Regions from separate parts of the Oryctolagus cuniculus genome. Here region 1 is linked to region 2. A link is a contact called in public Micro-C data. All regions are on one chromosome and are shown on one strand. The core of a region is the stretch at or near the end of the contact, and the rest is flanking DNA. Distances in the headings are between cores, read along the strand shown. Region 1 holds the start of PSMG4 (proteasome assembly chaperone 4). Region 2 holds the start of PRP4K (pre-mRNA processing factor kinase PRP4K).

Region 1 (5,309 bases), core at 1,785-4,284, 560 kb after region 2:
GTCCTTGGGCCCCTGCACCCACATGGGAGACCTGGAAGAAATGCCTGGCTCCTGGCTTCAGATCGGCCCAGCTCCGGCTGTGTGGCCATTTGGGGAGTGAACCAGTGGACGGAAGACCTCTCTGTCTTTCCCTCTCACCTCTGCAAGTCTCCCTCTCGATAAAGTAAGTAAAAAAGTGACGTGGCGGCAAACACACCACAGCCCCCAGTCACCCCAGGACTCCACTTCCCTCCCGGGAAAGGAAACCTGGAACGGCCTCGGCCACAGGCCACCTCGCAGGACTCACCGACAAACAAGTGCCCAGGGAGAGGGCAGGGGCCCCTGCGTGGGACACCCCAAGTCCAGAGGCCGTCGCCTTCCAAGGCAACAACTGGGGGCTCAGTCCAGGATAGCCCGTGGCTCCCCACCCTCTCAGAAGCCCCAGCAGGCTTCACCCGGCTCCTCCCCGAGGGGCCTCGCCGAGCTAGGACAAATGAGCAGAGTCAGGTACTAAGGATACAGTCACAGAACACACAATCTCCTCACCAGCACGGAACACGCAACTGCTAAGGGAGCATGCCAGACCAGCACAGGACACGGGGCTGTGACGGGAGCACTCCCGGGCATCCAGGCCAGCACAGGACACGAGACACGGGACTGTGACGGGAGCACACCCGGGCATCCAGGCCAGCACGGGACACGAGACACGGGGCTGTGACGGGAGCACACCCGGGCATCCAGGCCAGCACGGGACACGAGACACGGGGCTGTGACGGGAGCACACCCGGGCATCCAGACCAGCACAGGACACGAGACACGGGACTGTGACAGGAGCACACCCAGGCATCCAGGCCAGCACAGGACACAGGACACGGGGCTGTGACGGGAGCACTCCCGGGCACCCAGGCCAGCACAGGACACGAGACACGGGGCTGTGACGGGAGCACACCCGGGCATCCAGGCCAGCACAGGACACGGGACACGGGGCTGTGACGGGAGCACACCCGGGCATCCAGGCCAGCACAGGACACGAGACACGTGGCTGTGACAGGAGCACACCCAGGCATCCAGGCCAGCACAGGACACGGGACACGGGGCTGTGACGGGAGCACTCCCGGGCACCCAGGCCAGCACAGGACACGAGACACGGGACTGTGACAGGAGCACACCCAGGCATCCAGGCCAGCACAGGACACGGGACACGGGGCTGTGACGGGAGCACTCCCGGGCATCCAGGCCAGCATGGGACACGAGACACGGGGCTGTGACGGGAGCACACCCGGGCATCCAGGCCAGCACGGGACACGGGACACGGGACACGGGGCTGTGACGGGAGCACACCCGGGCATCCAGGCCAGCACGGGACACGAGACACGGGGCTGTGACGGGAGCACACCCGGGCATCCAGGCCAGCACAGGACATGGGACATGAGACACGGGGCTGTGACGGGAGCACACCCGGGCATCCAGGCCAGCACAAGACATGGGACACGGGACACGGGGCTGTGACGGGAGCACTCCCGGGCATCCAGGCCAGTACAGGAAACGGGACACAGGACACAGGACTGTGACAGGAGCACACCCGGGCATCCAGGCCAGCACAGGACACGGGGGACACGGGACTGTGATGGGAGCACACCCGGGCATCCAGGCCAGCACGGGACATGGGACTGTGACGGGAGCACTCCCGGGCATCCAGGCCAGTACAGGACACGGGACACGGGACACAGGACTGTGACAGGAGCACACCCGGGCATCCAGGCCAGCACAGGACACGGGACACGGGACTGTGACGGGAGCACACCCCGGCATCCAGGCCAGCACAGGACACGGGACTGTGACAGGAGCACTCCCGGGCATCCAGGCCAGCACAGGACACGGGACACGGGATTGTGATGGGAGCACACCCGGGCATCCAGGCCAGCACGGGACACGGGGCTGTGACGGGAGCACACTGGAGCACACCAGTCGCCTAACACGGCCTGGAAGCCAGTGTTGCAGGGGCCAGCGGGCCGGAAGGGGCGTTAGCAGCAACAGGGCCTGGCGGTCCCTGGGCAGTCTCTGTCCAGCTCCGAGTTGGTCTCTCGGGAGGGCCCGCGTGTCCGATGTCAGTCTGCGGGCTATCGCGGTGCTGCCGTAGGAAGCTGGCCGTGGGGGCAGCAGCGTGCGTTAGGCTGCCCCCCCAGCAACCTAAGGTGAAGGCCTGGCCCTGCTGGCTGGGACTCGCGCCCGTGAGCCGGGTGGGCCCCCACCCAACACGACTACGGTCCTTAGGGAAACACAGGGGCTGGCCCCAGGGCGAGCACTGCCCACACCCCACGTGCCAATTTAAGCCCCGCCGCTCCACTTCCGGTCCAGCTCCCTGCTGATGGGCCCTGCACCCACGTGGGAGACCAGCAGGAAGCTCTGGCCGCCTGGCTGCAGCCTGGGCCGGCCCGGCCACTGCGGCCATCTGCGGGGCCTGAGAAACCAGTCCAGGCAGCACCGGGGGAGCGGGGAGAGGGGCTGGGCCGCCGCGCAGGCCTGCGGGAGAGACGAACCGCGGCGGCTGCCGGGGTCCTGCCGAGCCCCTGAGGAGGGGTCGCCCCGGACCCTCGGGGCAGGAAGGGGCCTTGAGCCGGTCGGGGGCGCGCCGAGCGCAGGAGGAGACCGCCGCGGGCGCGGGCAGCACAGTCGGGGGCTGCGGCCGGCGCGCGCGTGGGGCCCAGGAGAGATCCCGGACGCTGCGGCGAGGCGAGCGGGGTGCAGGCGCGGGACGCACCGGGCCCCTGGGGCGACCCCCTGCCCCCCGGCCCCGGCCCCACTCACAAAGCGGCTGCACATGGCCACGGCGAGGTTGCGCAGGTGGGGCGCGGCGCCCACCCACAGGAAGAGCGAGTCCGTCAGCCGCATGACGTGGAAGTGGACGAGCTGCTCCCACAGCCTCGCGCTGAAGTTGTGCAGGGACACCTCGGCGGCGGCCGGCGGCCCCTCCATGCCGCCCGCACCGCCCGGGAGCCGCCGTCGCCCGCACCGCCGCCCGCCGCGGCCAGACCCGAGCAAGCGAGCGCCGAGAGCCCGAGCGAGCGCGCCTTCGCTGGGAGGCGCGCGGCACGGGCCGGGGCGGGGCGGGGGCGGGGCCGGGGCGGGGCTGGGACCGGAGCGGGGGCGTGGCCGGGTCTCCCATGCAGGTGCAGGGGCCCAAGCACTTGGGCCATCTTCCACTGCTTCCCCAGGCCATAGCAGAGAGCTGGATCCGAAGAGGAGCAGCCGGGTCACGGACAGGCGCCCATATGGGATGCCACCGCTCCAGGCGGATGATTACCCTACTGCACCCCAGCGCCCATTAACTTTTTCAAGTACTCTCAGATGATCCATGGCCATGCCGGAATGGGAAGAGCTCTCTCATGGGGCAAGCGATTCTGCCACATTCTTGGAAGATGGGAAGTGGACATAGAGTCCCTAACAAAACAGCAGGCAGGAAGCCAGAGAGGAAGGTGGCCCAGGGGCACGCGAAAGGAGGCAGCACCCGCCTTGCCGAATTCAAGGGCCCCGCGCTTGGAGCCCGCAGCGGCAACGGTGGGATGAGAAGCCGGGCGGAAGAAGGATGTCGACCAGGGATGTCTAATGGAGCAAACAACCTAGACGCCTTTTCACACTGTCCTCTTGCTCAGCTCCTTAGACAGCAAACCTGACTTCTAGGCTGGAGAGCTTGTCTCTAACCCATCCTAGAGGGCTGTAAGACAGCGCCCTATCGCCTTTCTGTCCTCCCCGCCATCGCCCCAAGCACACGCTGCAACCTGCTCCCCCCACACCTGGTGTCTGAGCCCATGACCCAGCAGATGGGGGGCTCTGCCCTGGCCAGCCCCCTTCTCACTCCTCTCCCCAAGCCCCCTCGTTCCCAGACCCGAGGTCAGCAGAGGACCTGCTTCTGACTCTACAGAGGCTGCCGGGTTTACCCCCGCAGCCCATTGGCTCCTGAACCTTCCCTTCATCGGTCCCATTCCCACCTGCCCTGTTACAGGGCAGGATGCCCCTCCTCCTGCGGAAATCACCTGCTCCACCTGTGCCCCGCCCTGCGACGCCCACGTCCTCAGGCATCTTGCTCCTTGGGGGGGGGGGACGGTGTTTCCAGAGACGCTGAACGGGCTCGCCTCCATCCCCCTCCTGAAAAGGCCCCCGTCTGCCGGCCGGAAATGCCGTTAGACGAAAGCCCGCATCCAGAGGCTGGTGGAGGCCTCAGTACCAAGGCCAGGCTGTGCTGGTCTACGCAGGACAACTCGGGTGATGAGCCACTGTAGTCCCAGAGTGCCCGAGGGGCCCGCAGAGGCTGGCGTTCACCTAATACCACCAGAAGTCCAGGACGGATGAGGAGGAGCAGTCGCTCCCATGATCCCTTGCTCGGTCCCCAGCCCTGGAACCCTGCTAATGGAAAAGGTGGCCTGGTCCCCTGCACCTTCATGGTCATAGTAATGTCCTGGACTCCCCCAAAAGAAATGATTGGCACGTAGGTAGCAGGACATTGGGGAAGAGGAAGACTTGGGCATTGTAAGGGTCGGAGGGGGCTGCGAGATCCGGGGGCATGAGCTGTCATCATGGCCGCCTCCTAGAAAGGGAATCCTTGCATCCTGGGGCTGAGCAATCAATGGGATCCTGGCCACCGGGTGCCCTGGGGCCCTGAAGAGCCGCCCTCCGCCTCCCCGCCAGGTCCCTGAGTGTGTAACTGAGATGGACAGACACAAGTTGGCACGGCACAGCACTGGGTCTGTGGCCAGTGCCAGGGAGGGGTCATAGTAGGGAGAGCCAAATGGAGGCCGCTCAGACTGCTCCGGAGCCCATCAAGCTAAACAGCAACAACAGAGCCTCCCGGGGAGGGGGGCGGGAAGTGGCGCCACCCTCAGGGCCCCGGGGGGGGGGGGGGGGCGCCCTGCGAGGATCTCTATTTAATTCACCAGCCAAAAGACTGCCTTGTACACATCAACCAAGAAGCAGTGCCGGCTGCCAGTGCCACTACAGGTGTGGCAGAACAGTGGAATAAGGCCTCAGGTACCTGACACGTGGCCAAGGATTCTGCACCTGTATCCTTTTCTCAAAACAGCAGCAGAACTGTAGCTGCGCGGGATGGGCAACAACGCCCGTCCACACTTCTGCCCGGAGCCCTGTTCACTCTGTGCCGTCGGCCGTCTAGATGGGCAGCGCACCGCGGCGGTTGCACTGCTCCCTTGTCACCTCTGCCTCGCCTCTGGCCACAGGGCGAGCCTACAGGGAAGAGCTGAAGAATGGGAGGAAGCCTATTGTGGCCCTGGCCCCGGGCTCTGGCTGAGTGAGGTGCAGACGTGAGCCAAGCGGGC
Region 2 (4,657 bases), core at 303-2,802:
CAGCACCTACGGCTGGAGTCTGGGGTCTCTCCCGGGGGCTGCAGGGGCTCGGTGCATCCGCAGAAAGCAAAGGGCGAGGCCCAGGGGACCCCAGGCAGCGCCTCATCGCACGCGGCCAGCGGGAACAGCCACCCGAAACTCTCCCCTCCATGTCCACTCTACAGAACGTCCACTTCGGAACGCTCTCCCACCGTGACCACTGCGCCCGGGCACACCTGCGGCCTCACGAGCGGCCAGCCCAGTGCGTGCTCGTGTGTCAAATACGCTCAGCTCCACCAAGCCAGGACACACACGGCCCCACACACCCCACGGACAGCCCGGCGCCCCCGAGAGCGGCCAATAGCGCCATCTCGGCGCAGGGCCTGGACAAAGATGCTCATTATCACCAGCACTGGGGGTCCCCGGCCAAGGATCTGGCGGAAACACGCTGCACCCCTCTAAACCCAACAGACGGGCGCGGCACCCCAGGCCCGCACTGCTCCGCGAAGTCGCTCAGGACACACTCCGTCTAGCGCGGGGCGCTGCAGGTGCATGGGCGGTCGCCACGGAAATGCCGTCTGGAAATCCACTCTGTCTTCTAAAGGTCTTATTTTGAGTTTTCCTAGCATAAGCAGCAATTTCGCTAAGCAACGGCTGGCCGTCGCAGCCCAAGCCTGCTGTGCCCCGGCCGCGCGGACTCGCACACGAGCTTAATTACAGGCACCAAGTGGTTTGGTTTGGAAGTAGCCAGCACTTCCCACTACTTCCTCCAGCCGTGCTCCGAAGGCAGGGCCGGGCCTCAAAACCCAAAGGCTCTACCTTAACTTTGCCGCAAGTTTGCAAGTCGGCAAATAAGCAGCCAATAAGACGGAGGGGAGAGAGAGAGAGGAAGGAAAATAAATAAATAACAATACCGGGTGCTGGCGGGAGGCGAGTCCGGGGTGGGGAGATGCAGCCCCCTGGCCCCGGGGTGCCCCCGGCGGACCCCGCACCCCAGCCGGCCAAGCCCGCCGCCGCGGCCCCGGGCCCCCAGCGCCCACGCCGCCGCCCCCGCTCGGGCCCGGCAGGCACCGGAGGCGAGCTCGCCGCCGCGGCGGCCGCCACGCGCTCCAGACCTGTAGGGGCCGCTCGCGCCGACTCCTCCCGGGGCAGCAACGCGCGGCAAGGCCGCGGCAGCCTTCCCAGCCGCGCCGGGCGCCGGGGCCGCCCGCCCAAAGGCAAAGTTTGGCTGTCGCCATCGGGCCTGAACTTTCCCGCCCGCCCGGCCGCGCAGGGGCCCGCCGCGTCCCCCTGGGCAGCCGCCCGGCCCCGGGCTGCGGCCTCCGGCCCGCGGGAGCCCAGCACTCACTCCGGCTGTTCCCGCAGCGACGGGGCCTCCGCGGCGGCCATCTTGAACTTCCCGACTCCGCGGCGGCGGCGGCAGCGGCTCCCCGGACGGCAGAACCCACTGAAGTGGAGGAAGAAGGAACAGAGCCGTCGCGCATGTGCAGACAGCGCAGGGACCCGCGGTGCTGAGTCCGCGCTAAGAATCCGGAAGTAAAACCCTACATCCGGGGACGAGCGCGGGGCGTCGTGACGCCACTTCCGGGGCGCCGGGGGCGGGGCCTGGCCGGGCTCAGGGCGCGTGGGCCGCCGGCTTCCTTCTCCGGTGGCCGCCGAGGAAGTGGGGAAGAGTCTCGTTTTCGCGTGGGTCTCGCCTGCGGCTGACTGATGAGTGGGGCGCTCCGCGGCCCGGGCGCCCCTCTGCCCTGCGACTCCTTGACGTCGCTGACGTGGCGATGGAGCCTCGGGTCGCAGGAGACTGGATTCCGACTCTGGGAAGCCACATCTAGAATTGGCCAAACTAAGCTTGATTTTTTTTTTTTTTTTTTGAAGACCAGAGGGAAAGTAAAGTTTCAAAAAGGGACAGGGGCCGGCGCTGTGGCGTAGCGGGTAAAGCCGCCGCCTGCAGTGCCCGCACCCCTTACGGACGCCGGTTCGAGTCCCGGCTGCTCCACTTCCGATCCAGCTCCCTGCTGTGGCCTGGGAAAGCAGTGGAAGATGACCCAAGTGCTTGGGCCCCTGCACCCACGTGGGAGACCTGGAGAGAGCTCCTGGCTCGTGGCTCCTGCACCCACGTGGGAGACCTGGAGAGAGCTCCTGGCTCGTGGCTCCTGCACCCACGTGGGAGACCTGGAGGGAGCTCCTGGCTCGTGGCTCCTGCACCCACGTGGGAGACCTGGAGGGAGCTCCTGGCTCGTGGCTCCTGCACCCACGTGGGAGACCTGGAGGGCGCTCCTGGCTCGTGGCTCCTGCACCCACGTGGGAGACCTGGAGGGCGCTCCTGGCTCGTGGCTCCTGGTCGGTGCAGCTCCTGCCGTTACGGCCAATTGGGGAGTGAACCAAGGATGGAGGGCCTCTCTCTTTCTGCCTTTCAAATAAATAATAAACCTTTAGGAAAAGAAAGGGACAAAAACTTTACTAGGACTTTCTCGCCAAGCTCGCACGCTCAGTACTTCTATTCGGAGGGTGCGCGCGACATTCGTCAAGGGCGCGCCCCAGATTCTGGCTGTTGTGATTTCGCACACAGTAGGGCTCCCTGATCGTGGAGTCAGAGCAAACACACTCTTATTCAGTCGTTCCGCGAACGTTTACGCGTGGAACCACCGGGCCGACTTGTCACGCGAGCCGGCCCGTCCTTCCGGGGCGGAGGTCCCGCCCCCGGAAGTCCCTGGCCGCCGCGGGCCCGCCACTCAGGGAGGCGCATGCGTCCTTGCGTTCGGGGCGGGGACGCCGAGGGAGGCTGTCCGGCGCCCTGGGGCCGGCGGCGTCGCGCGTTCCCGCCCTCGGTCCGCCCGCTGAGGCCGGCGCCGTCTGCCCTTCCCCTGCGCGCCGGCGAGCTGGGGCGTCCGCTCTCGGTGCCTGAGCCTCGAGTCCTCGCGGGGCCCGCGCAGCCCGGGGAGGAGGTAGGTGCGGGCCCCGGGCCGAGCCGTGGACACCGCGGCCCTGGCGCCCCGCCGGCACGGAGACTCCGGGCACCGGCGAGCGCTGCTGGACGGCCGCTCCCGGGCCGGAAATCAGGGTTCGAGTCGCGTGGGACGCGGAGGGCCCGCTGAAGACGGCCACGACCCGCTTGGAGGCTGGACTCGGGATGCGGAGTTGAGCGGGGAGGACCCTGGCCTGATTCGCCCTTGGCGGCAGGACGTCTGCCCCGCGCGCGTCCTTCCGTGGGCCTGTCCACGCGCGTGTCCTTCCGTGGGGCTGAGAGGACCCTGGCCTGATTCGCCCTTGGCTGCAGGACGTCTGCCCCGCGCGCGTCCTTCCGTGGGCCTGTGTCGGGGCGGTTGCGGTGGAGCAGGTGCGCGGCCGCCCGGAGCCCCCCTGCGCCGGCTCCGCGGGACCCGGGTCTCGGCCCGCGCGAGGGTGCCGTGCCTGCCGCGCGTGTCCCCTGCCCACCAGGAACCACGCGGGGTCGCGGGCTGCCGCACTGCCCCGTAGCGTCGGGTGGCAGCTGGGGACGGCGTGTGTCCGTCACGCGTGGGAGGACAGAGTGCGGTCGGTGCAGGGCGGGCGGCGCGTGTCCTCTGCCGACCAGGCTTCGGGACGGCGTGTGTCCGTCACCCGTGGGAGGACGGAGGGCAGTGGGTGCAGGGCGGGCGGCCCGTGTCCCTGCCGACCAGGCTCCGGGACGGCGTGTGTCCGTCACCCGTGGGAGGGCGGCCGTGTCCCCTGCCGACCAGGCTCCGGGGCGGCGTGTGTCCGTCACGCGTGGGAGGACGGACTGCAGTGGGTGCAGGCGGGCGGCGCGTGTCGGGCAAAGCGCTCGGTTACCGCAGGCTCGCGTGTCTTGCGTGTTCTTTGTTGGCCGGGGACTTCGTGTGTGCACCTTACATACTTTGCATGCGACTTCTGCCTCTGTGCCGGAGCGGAGGGGTTTTTCACAGCTGTCCATGGTTTAGTATGTAACACATGAATGAGAAGTGATTTTTTATACAAGAAAAAATAAAATAACATAGAATCCCACCAGCAGGTAATTATTATTCACTCTCGGACTGCCCTCTCTCGTGTGTGCGTGTGTCCCGATTTTAGAAGTTGGCTGATATTAGAAATTCAGTTTGATGGCTTTCTGAGGACAGGAAGCAGCCAGAATGACAGGAGTAGGGTGATGAGGGAGGATTTGGAGGGGACTGGACACTTGCTGGGTAACACAGGCGGGCGGCGAGGGGTGGCTGGTTTAGGGACGGGCCGCGTGACTGCTCGTGGATGCAGTCCACAGGGAGCCCGGGACACACGGGCTCCAGTCAGCGTGGGCGGCAAGTGCCGGGGTCAGGATGTGCTCCGGAGGAGGCTGGAGGCTGGGTGATCGCCCGCGGGAGGTGGGAGGTGGAGAAGGCGGCTGGAGCGGTGTTGAGTGGCCGGGTGGAGATGCGGGCTTGGTCCCGCCCGCCAGGTTGCAGCCCACGCCCCGCTCCAGGTCTGGGCTGGGACCCCAGTGCGGTGTGTGGTCCGACCCTTCATCCCTGCCGACTGCTGCTCTGCGGGTACGCGAGTAGCTAAGTCGTGTCTGTCTAGAGGGCCGATTGCCTCTCCAGTAACATTTTCTATTTTAAAGTGGATTTTGCCTGATGCTGGCACCGCCATTCCAGCTTTCTTGTGGTTGCTGGTTTGTACCGCTGAACCTAAAGTGTGCCTCCGGTAC

Evidence for each region. Hi-C and Micro-C count contacts between places; a contact is called where the count stands out from the background.
Region 1: a contact with region 2 is called in a Micro-C map of ear pinna, with 5 times the contacts expected there. The contact joins the promoter of PSMG4 here to the promoter of PRP4K in region 2. A contact is called at or near these places in 2 of 6 Hi-C or Micro-C datasets (ear pinna and skin fibroblasts).

Annotation. Positions count from the first base shown.
Region 1 is chr5:166,833,661-166,838,969 of mOryCun1.1, forward strand. It overlaps PSMG4 (proteasome assembly chaperone 4), which reads right to left and starts at 3,035. Exons shown (of 3, transcript XM_002720953.5): 1 at 2,788-3,035. The coding sequence starts at 2,955.
Region 2 is chr5:166,279,958-166,284,614 of mOryCun1.1, forward strand. It overlaps PRP4K (pre-mRNA processing factor kinase PRP4K), which reads right to left and starts at 1,553. Exons shown (of 17, transcript XR_011388846.1): 1 at 1,328-1,553.